Linked DNA regions of Zea mays: region 1 is linked to region 2. A link is a contact called in public Hi-C data. All regions are on one chromosome and are shown on one strand. Each heading gives the region's core, a stretch centred on a gene start, on an enhancer-like site or on the middle of the called end of the contact. The rest is flanking DNA. Distances are from core to core; before and after follow the strand shown.

Evidence for each region. Hi-C and Micro-C count contacts between places; a contact is called where the count stands out from the background.
Region 1: a Hi-C map of bundle sheath shows a contact between it and region 2, with 2.4 times the contacts expected there. The contact joins the promoter of LOC100194257 here to the promoter of LOC103649927 in region 2. A contact is called at or near these places in 6 of 25 Hi-C or Micro-C datasets (bundle sheath, ear, leaf and 1 more).

The regions. Positions count from the first base shown.
Region 1 is chr3:33,173,792-33,178,781 of Zm-B73-REFERENCE-NAM-5.0, reverse strand. LOC100194257 reads left to right here and starts at 1,347. Exons shown (of 7, transcript NM_001367083.1): 1 at 1,347-1,485; 2 at 1,571-1,720; 3 at 1,863-2,018; 4 at 2,148-2,297; 5 at 4,204-4,313; 6 at 4,427-4,545; 7 at 4,794-4,990. The coding sequence starts at 1,450. The coding sequence ends at 4,894. It overlaps LOC100191294 (putative peptidase M48 family protein), which reads left to right. Exons shown (of 9, transcript NM_001367163.1): 7 at 89-222; 8 at 331-486; 9 at 615-816. The coding sequence ends at 463.
Region 2 is chr3:32,890,091-32,895,025 of Zm-B73-REFERENCE-NAM-5.0, reverse strand. It overlaps LOC103649927 (chaperone protein dnaJ 20, chloroplastic), which reads left to right and starts at 1,447. Exons shown (of 2, transcript XM_008675612.2): 1 at 1,447-2,017; 2 at 3,630-4,230. The coding sequence starts at 1,544. The coding sequence ends at 3,776.

The DNA of each region.
Region 1 (4,990 bases), core at 98-2,597, 280 kb before region 2:
GTCTGAAAATAGGAACACCTTGTTGTGTGTTGTAATGCTTATCCTACAAATCTGTCATCACTTGATACTTATTCTTGATTGTCAAGAGGTAGTCATCTCTGTTCTGATGAAATTGGCCGGAGGATGCCCATCTCTTGCCGACAAGCTAAATGTGGATGCCTTCCTGGAGCAAGCTCGTTCGTACGACAAGGCTGCATCGAACCCAGTTGGGTGGTACATCCGGTCAGAACTGTTATCACTTGAACCATGATTCACGATATTATTGTTGTGGAAATGCATATGTGTTTGTGTTGTATGACATTTCTTTCTCAATCTCTTTACATGTTGCAGGAATGCACAAACCAGAGAGCTTTCACACCCTTTGCCTGTGATGCGAGCCAGAGAGATCGATGAGTGGTCAAGAAGCCAGGAGTACAAGACCGTAATGCAAAAAATGTTTCAGATGGGGCTGAACAGAGTATAGTTAGTGGCGACACATACGAAGAGGTCTGTACATGGAATCCATCATGTTTCTTTGCAAGGATTTAGCTTTAGATCATGACTGTCCTTTCCTGTATATCTGATCATGAGTTTGTGATTTTCTCCTGGGTGGCTGGGCACCGTTTTTTTTCCAGGACTGTAGAGTCTGTAGCTTGTGTATGGAAGGGAATGTCTGTATATGGAGAAGGCTGGTGTTTCTGGAAAAAAAACAGATACAAACATAGACATATTGTATATATTTGCAGTTGAATTTAGTCTCCTTGTATATGATATATTTTTTTCTTTTTTGTTACTGTGTAATACTGTAACTAGAATGAATAAAAGTTTGTTTGAGTTTGCCGGATAACTGGAAAGATCGGCATGGTTAGCCTTTCCAAAGTCCCGAGTCCCGTGACAATGTGATGCATAAGAGGCGAGGCTATTATGAATCAGCAAGCTACGGCTAGTATGCTTGTCTAATTGAGGCTGGCAAGAAAATCAAGATAACCTTGGCCATTTGGGTTCCAATCCTCCCAATCAAACAGATTTTGACCTCCGGTTATTCATGAACAAATGAACCTTGCTTGAATTGGCCTAATTTTTGTTGTGTATTTTGGTTCACAATTAGGGGTGACTTGGGAAATTTAAGGATCGAATTTGGATTGGAGACTATTTCTATTTATTTTTAAATTGAAATTTATTTAAGGTCCTATCTTAATGAAGAAGCATTTAGATCGCAATCCATCGTACTACTCACATTTCATTACACTCTACTCACATTTGGATGTACTTTTCGTCCTGCGCATACTAGCGAGAGGGACACACCGCACACGCGGTGGTCGTGTTGTGGTTGGCGTTGGACCAACCGAGTGACGCCCACATCTGCCCGGCGGTCCCCTCCACCCGGGATCCATGTGGACGTATGCGGATGCGGTGAGCAGGTAGCATCCACTGCACTCTGCAGAGGAGGAAGGAAGAGGACCGACAAAGATGGGGATGGCATTGCCATTGCCGCCGGCGTCACAGGTAGGTGAGGCATCTGATGATAGAGAGGGAGAGAGAGACTGGTGCCCTGACTGATTTGATTTGGCTCGATCCGACTCCGATGTAGGGGTTGTTGCGTTCCAGGAGGATGAGCTTCCTCGCTTCGCCGCCGCTGTCGCTCAAGGCAGCCGGTGGAATCAGCATCCCATGCCCGTGGCGATTGGATGGCCGCCGTCCACGAGCAGCCCCAGCCAGTGTTCCTCGACTAGCATCAGTGGTGAATGCGCAGTCACTTATCCTCGATTTCCTTGCCGTCGCACTCGCACCACATATATGCCCGTAGCGCAACGCAACCGGGCGCCCAAAACAAAAAAAAGCTGCGCGCTCTGATCCGAATCGCACTCGCTGGCACGCCGCAGCGAAGCGTGGTGCTGGACATCGAGGGCACGACGAGCCCCATCTCGTTCGTGACGGACGTGCTCTTCCCCTACGCCCGCGACAACGTCCGCACGCACCTGGACGCCACCTACTCCACCCGCGAGACCAAGGACGACATCGCCCTGCTGCGCGCTCAGGTCAGCTTCCCCGTTGTGCATTGCATCGCTCGACAGCCAATGAGCAGATCGAGCTTCTTCTGAGCTTCGCGCCACGACGTCCTTGGTCGTCCTGCTGAAAGGGGCCGGCCGGCCGGAATCTTTGCCCAGGTCGAGCAGGACCTAGCCGAGGGCGTCCCCGGCGCCGTCCCGGTCCCGCCCGACGGCGCCGGCAAGGACCGCGTCGTCGACGCCCTGGTCGCCAACGTGGAGGCCATGATCGCGGCGGATAGGAAGATAACCTCGCTGAAGCAGTTGCAGGTAGGTAGCTACTCTGCCTGCTCCCTGCTGACACTATCGGCAGTCCCTTCACTTGAGTTTCAGGTTATTGAAAGGAAAAATCTGGCCACTCCATGAAGGCATTCACAACACCCTGAGATTTTTTTTTTTTGAAAACTGGCAAGAGAATTGCCTGTTATATTAAAAAGAAGGTGAGAGCCAGCGAGGGCTAAAATATACAAGTACATCATACTAGGGAATGAGACATTAAGTATGGTGACACAAATGTTCCAAAACCAACCCCTCTCCTTCCCCAAAACCTACACCAGCCTTGCTAAGTGTTTTGCTCCTCCTAGAATCCACAGGCGAATTTGCTCCTTAATCATCGCTATAGTCTGTGTCACGGTCTTCTCTTTGTGCTCAAAGATTCGCGAGTTTCTCTCACACCAAATTGTCCAAGACACGAGGATGATGAGGGTTCGCAATCCCTTCACGCTTCTCACTGCGGATGTTGCAAGATTCGACCACCATTGGTGCACCGAATCTACAGGTTGCCAAGAAGAATGGTGGATCTCCGTAATTGCAGCCCAAATACTCAAATCAGCCCAAATATGTCTGGTGAAGCAACATTCAGCAAAAAGATGTAGTCCAGATTCTGGGCATGAGGCGCATAGGACACAGCGCGGATTATGAGGCCATCCCCTTCTTGCCAACCTGTCTGCTGTCCAAACTCTATTTTGAACAGCAAGCCAACTGAAGAATTTGCACTTTGGTGGCGCCCAAGCTTTCCAAATTATACTATTAAAATTCCTGCATGTGGAGCCATAAAATTGCGCTTGGTAGGCTGACTGAGTTGTGTACTGGCCACTCATAGTAAACTTCCACTTGATAAGGTCGGGGGTATTGTGCATTAAGCGAAGCTGATTTACCTCGCACCATAATTGACAATATTCATGTATGTGCGCGGCAGAAAAATCATTGTGATTAAAATGTAGGTCCTGAATCCATCGGTTGTTTGAGAGAGCCTCATGGATGGATCTATTTTTGCCGTTAGAAATGGAGTAGGTCAAAGGGAAGGTGTCTCTAGGTGTCGTACCCCTTAGCCAGGCACTTTCCCAGAACAAAGAAGACTTACCATCCCCCACCCTGACTGAGGTTGCTGCTGCAAACAGTCTCCTGTCCAACATATTGCAAGGTATATCTTTCGTTATCCTCTGAGTATTTAACAGTTTGGCCTCCTGCCACAACCATCTGAGGCGTAAGGCCCGCGAGAAAAAACCAAGGTGCAGAATGCCTAAACCACCGTATTGTTTTGGTCTTGCTGCACAGACCCAGTTGACTTTGCATTTACCGCCGGTTAATCTCTCTGAACCAGCCCAAAGAAATTGCTTACGTTTTGAGTCAATGAAATCCAACACCCTTTGGGGCGGTTTTAGGGCTAGGAGCAGATAGGTGACCTGCGAGGTTAGCACTGCATTGACTAGCGTGAGGCGGCCAGCCGCCGAAAGGTTTTTCCCGCTCCATGTACTCAGCTTTGCAGAGACTTTGTCAATCCATGGCTGGAAGTCCACCCGTTTGAGTCTGTTCATGGACAAAGGTAGTCCAAGGTATTTAAGGGGGAAGGAAGTCCTCGAGGCCGGTAGACCAGATAGAACGTCAGAGAGGTTGAGATGATCTCTCTGAGATGATCTCTCTTCATTCGTTCTACATGAAGGGCCACATCTGGAGGACTGGGTTCGAGTGCCAAGAAATCAAGGGGGTGGTGTTCGACGACGTGCCGCCGGCTCTCGAGAGGTGGCACGCCAGCGGCATCAAGGTCCTTGCTCCACCCCTTCTCACATCTCTCTACATTGCTCATTCTGAAGCACGTTATTTTAGAATTTCGACATCAATCATGTACACTCTGATTCACTCACAAAACCCAACTCAAACTGAGTTTTAGTCGCAGACGTACATCTATTCAAGTGGCAGCAGGGAAGCCCAGAGGCTCATCTTCGGGAACACTACCTACGGCGACCTTAGAAGGCACCTGTGCGGATTTTTTGACGCAACAATTGGGTACGCTGTACATCTAGTATCACACCTTTCCGCTCACTGATGATTCGTATGCGTCACTGTGACTATGGCTGTTAATCTATCCTTTTTGGCCTGGCGCGCGTCTGCAACGAAAGGACCAAGAGAGACGCTCGCAGCTACTATGAGATCTGGCAGACGGTCGGGGTGGACCGGCCGTCTCAGATACTGTTCCTCACGGACGTGTGCCAGGAAGCCACGGCAGCACAGGCTGCAGGTGATCATCTCACCCCGCGCTTTGCCTCGCTGAAAAAGAATGCCACACCACGTCGTTAGGCAACCGTAAGATTCATGTACCAGGAGAACCATGAAATGCAAATAAAACCCAGCATGCAGATATATAATACAGCTGCTTTTCCTCTCGGCATTTTTCCATGTCAGATGGCAATGGTCAAAATGTCAACCTTTCACAAACTCAAGCTGCCATGAACTGTTTAAACTCTTTATTTTCTCTTTTTTTTGCAGGCCTTGAGGTGCTAATATCTATCAGACCTGGAAACGCGCCACTCCCTGCTGAAAACCATGGGTTTGGGACAGTCGAGTCATTTGCTGAAATCTTGACATGAAGGGAGGATGCATCCTCAACATGCATGCATGCTGTGCTATTTAAAGATGGAAACGGATTGAACTAGTTTCAAAAGGCAGATGGAATGGTTTCATGG
Region 2 (4,935 bases), core at 198-2,697:
TTCATGAAGTATTGTATTTGGTGAATAGCTGATTGATAGATATCTTATTAATGCATTGTTTTTAACACGTGCAGTTTTGTGGCTTAGTTTTTCAACGAATCTCTTCTCTATGATCAGCATGTTGTATTTGAAGAGCAATTTGGCAGTGGGAGATTGTTGGCCTACATTTCTGCTCGTCCTGGGCAGTGTGGCCGAGCTGATGGGTAAGGACTACTGGACCATTTCACCTCGCTTCAGTAGCTTAAATTTCCTGGCAGTTGCTGGGCATTTCTTTTTATTGTCCAGCTACATCCTCGAGGCTAACTACAGTGGCATTTCCTTTTATTGGCCAGCTACATCCTTGAGGGTAAAGAGCTCGAGTTCTACATGAAGAAGCTCCAGAGGTAAATGTGGACGAGACAACTAACTCTTCCTTATTCTTTTTTTATTAATTATTAATTGATGCATGTTTGTATCTGGTATCACCCGCAGAAAGTAGAGTTAATTATTGGCATTAAATCTTTGATCAAAGCTTGAAAAGGTAAATGTGGACGAGACAACTAACTCTCATGCACATGAAGGAGCTGATGAGTGCCTAATGTTTCTCGGGGTAACTGTTTCATGTTTTTTCAATTCTATGTCTGGACGCCGAGGACCGGGGACGCCGAGGACCGGGGAGACGACGAGGTTTCGGGGCTGCGTGTGGCGGCCGAGGCGTGGGCGACATTTCGGAGGCAGTGAGGCTTGTGTGAGGGGGCGAGAAGGAGGGAGGCAGAATTACGGTGCACAGATGGTCTACGTTAGAGTCTTGTAGAGTAGTAGAGATTATCGTAATATTATATATTCTCGTTAAAACAGTTGTACATAAGTTATTGTAGTATTATATATTTCCGTTGCAACGCACGGGCACTCACCTAGTTTTACATGAATATGAATACTACGCTTACACCATGTGAAACAATAATTTTCACGCGACAAGATTTGATCAGAAAATATCGTCGTATCTTTTACATGGTCTACGCTGCTGTTGTGGTACCACGTCTGTTTCGTACAAAATTGAACTTACTATATAGGCCCTATGTTCAAAAATAGTACTTATTTTGTCTTAAAATAGTATTTGTTTTATAGTGTTAATAGATACTTTCTCTGTTTTTTTATTTGTCGCTGATTAGTTTGTGTTAGGATTTTAATAGATTTATATAATATTATATAAACACTAGGTGTCTATATTCAATTTCATCCGTTTGAATATGAACAAAAACAAAAGCCTAAACCAAATAGCATATTAGGATAGAGAGTACCCGTTTTAACTCTTAATTTTTATGTTCATATTTAAATAAATGATAATAAATCTAAACACATTCTTTTTTAATAATGGATAACTATATCGGGGATGGAGCCAAAATCTAGACACGTGTATATGAATCCATTATTTTTTAAAGCAAAATTAATTTAGAACAGTATTATATATATAATATTTATTGGCGGTTGGCGCTTAAGATCTGCGGAAAGCAAACCGCACTGAGAAACCAAACCAGCAAGCGAAGCCCAGCAAGAAAACCACATGCCCCACCTCGCCGCCACTCCCCCCACTTCCTCCGCCGCCGCCGTCCCCGCCGCGGGCCGCATCGCGTTCCGGCGCCCGTGGAACACGCCACAGCCGGAAGCGCTGCGCCTGCGCCTCCGCCTGCGCGCGCGGGGCGTCCGGCGTGAGGACGGCGGCGGCGTGCGCACGGAGGAGCAGGAGCAGACAGCACCGCGGACGTTCTACGACCTGCTCGGGATCTCAGCGGATGGGAGCCCCGATGATGTTCGGGCGTCCTACAGGCGGCTGGCGCTAAAGTACCACCCAGACGTGTCCCCTCCGGGCGCCGCGGCCGAGAACACGCGCCGCTTCATCGAGGTGCAGGAGGCCTACGAGACGCTCTCCGACCCAAGCCGCCGCGCCAGCTACGACCGTGCACTCGCCCGCGGCGTCTGCCGCCTCGCCTTCTCCGGGCGCCGTTCCCAATCCCACCACGCCTACTACCATTACCAGGTTTGGATCACTGCTCTCCTCACTTGTTACTTGGGTACTTGGTGCTTTTCATGGCGTTGGCGCTTGGTTGCATTGCGTTGTGTTTGGTTCCAATCCGATTGGTAGAGGTGCAATCTTCTAGTCAGGATTACGATTGGTTGTTGGGTTCATGCTGTGATCTTTAACTTCTATTGTTTATAGATTGTCAATGGAAAAACATGTGCTAAATTCTTCCTAATTATACGTGAAGCGAATTTGCTGAACTTAGTGTCCCAGTCTGGAATTTGTTGGTATTCTAATGGAGGCAAGAGGGCGTTTGCAGACTTCAGATCATTGATCTGTAACTGAGGGGATCCATCAGTTCTTCTGGGCTGTACGATCTGGCTCCTTTAAGTACTTAATCTGTCATTTGAAGAAATCTAGTTGTTTCAGCTACAGTCCTTGATAGGAGTTCAAACATATGCATCATGAGTGAACTGCAACCTTTACAAAACAGTTGTTAACGACCAACTACGACGGCTACGGAGGAGATGAGAGAACAGCTCGGGAAGGAAGAAGATAGGAGGGTTTCTGTATTTCTTATTTCTTGACGTTCACAGAGATAACCATAGTCTAAATATCTCCCTTGCTCTCTCCTTACACGGACCATATGTCCGACGGGTATCGCCCACTGGGCTTGGACACACGACGGCCCAGAACAATGTCCTTGCAGCTCCTTCTGTCCTCCATCCTTGCCCGCGCCCTTCTGGTGTTCTCCCATGTAGTCTTCTTTGTTGGTGACAACAGTGGATCTGGATGCCCACCCCCCCCCCCCCCCCCCCCCCCCCCCCCAAGCAACTCCAAGAGACTTTACACATCTTTCTAGGGATTGGAGATTTTGATGAATAATGTCCTCCGACAGCTTGTTTATCTGGTTATCCAAATATAGCCATCTTTTATTTTGGATTTCTCACTAGTCAAAGATAGAACAAGAATGACTCTAGAGTGCACATGATATATAGAAAAACTGTTGGAGAGTGGAAAGATATAGAAAATGATTTATATGCAAATGACACTCCAAATGATGATTTAGAGAGTTGGTTTTAGAATGACTCTTTGAGATGCTCTAATTAATGTGTTCGCCGAAGCATGGCTTTCGAAAAAATACAGGGATAAGGCTTGCCTCGCTTATTCCGTCTCCCGACTCCATTCTTGTGGGAGCCATCAGCATAGGTCTCTCGTTTTTTTTTGTTGTTTTGGATTTTTACGAAGATCTCTTATGGTTTGTGACTCAGCTGTGGATATTGGGTGTTCAAAGCTGCCTTTTAACTTTACAGTGCTTTGAAGATTGATGAACTTACTAATACATACAAAAAAATTTAGATTCGAGCCAGGAGCGGCTGAAATTTACCGTTTCGTTTCGTGACATACGATAAATCAATGGATATAAGTTTCGCGTTGATGTGATGTACTTGCGAATAGGGAACGGCTAGGAATTTTCTGTGGTCGAAGAGCTTCACAAAAATAGGTCACGGATAACGAGTGAAATAGCAACTTGCAGAAGAGCGTGGGGGAGTCGTTTTCATGCATGTCATGCGTAAGATTATCTGAGAAGTAATCTTCCTCACAGATCTGTTATCCATGTGGGCCACAGGAACAGGAAGAGGGATCTGGGTGGAGAAGGTCCTGGGAGGACCAGATCGCCGAGCTGAAGAGGAGGAGCGTGGCGAAGGATTCAGAAGAGAACCTGTCGTGGGGCGCTCGCATGCGGAGAAGGGCCGAGGCGTCAGCAGCGGAGTAGCTGCGACAAGCGAGCCTTCCAAATGCAGCTGTACTCGTACGTAGCATGTGGAGCGAAGCGAAACGGAATATATTTTTCTGGTGGGTACAATTTGGTCTGCAAGGTTTTTAAGGCGTGGATCTAAAGATGTCCAGATGGAAACCTTCAGAGACAGACCTGTTACGAGAATTGGACGTGTAGCAGTAGTAGCTGTAGCGGTGGCATCTGGCCAGGATTGAGGAGGAACAGCAGCACCTGGATGGAGTGTGGTGGCTGCTGGCTGCAGACCAACACCCTTGGCCCTGGCTACATAATAGTTGAGTTCCTGCCTGGCCACCTGGGCCTGGCTGGCTGTATGTAAACGACTCAACTATGTTACTCCTTGAGACTCCTGTTACATCTGTGGCAGGTCCAGTGTAAATGTAAATACTACAAGCATCAATAACGAAGGAGCAAGCCAGTTGTTCTTCCAATATTCAGGGTGTTTCCTTCTTTTGTTTTGTTTTCCTTTCTCAAGCATCAATATTGAGGTTGTGGGCTTATGCGGGAGAGGCAATTATTCATATCTTTAGGAGCATGACCTTTGCTTAGGCTATGGCCATACAAATGGCCGTGCAAAATAGAGTGCACTGCTTATAGAGTGTAAGCTTGAAATGAGAGATGACGATAAGATAAGTAAGTTGTTGGAGACAGCCTTAGAGAAAAAAATCAACACGTTATTGCTTTTTTTCCCCTCTGTTTTCCGAAGTTTCTGCGACTAGCATGCTCCACCATATAGCGTTAGCAATTTAGCATGGTATTTTTCCTGTCACTGTCGCCTAGGAATTTATTGTGATGATTATGAGCTAGCTAGAGATAGACGGTGAAAGTTGTGGACAGGGAGCTGCGCTGCTGTTCCTGCTCGCTACGTGTGTGGAGTGGCGGTGACGATAGAATTGGTGGAAGTTGTGATTATGTAGTGTAGTGTCAGGTGATGGCGGTGTACTTATGACGATGTCTCTCGGTTTTCCTGACCTGGAAAGATCGGTAACGATGGCTGCTACGGTGGTGCGCGACTGCGCGGCGTCTCTATCCGGACAGAGAAACGCAGGTTTTGTCCATGCTTGGGAAGCTGCTGGTTTGTCTTGTGTGTTCTCACTTCTCAGCCGCCACTCTTTTCTCCACTCAATAATTGTTCACT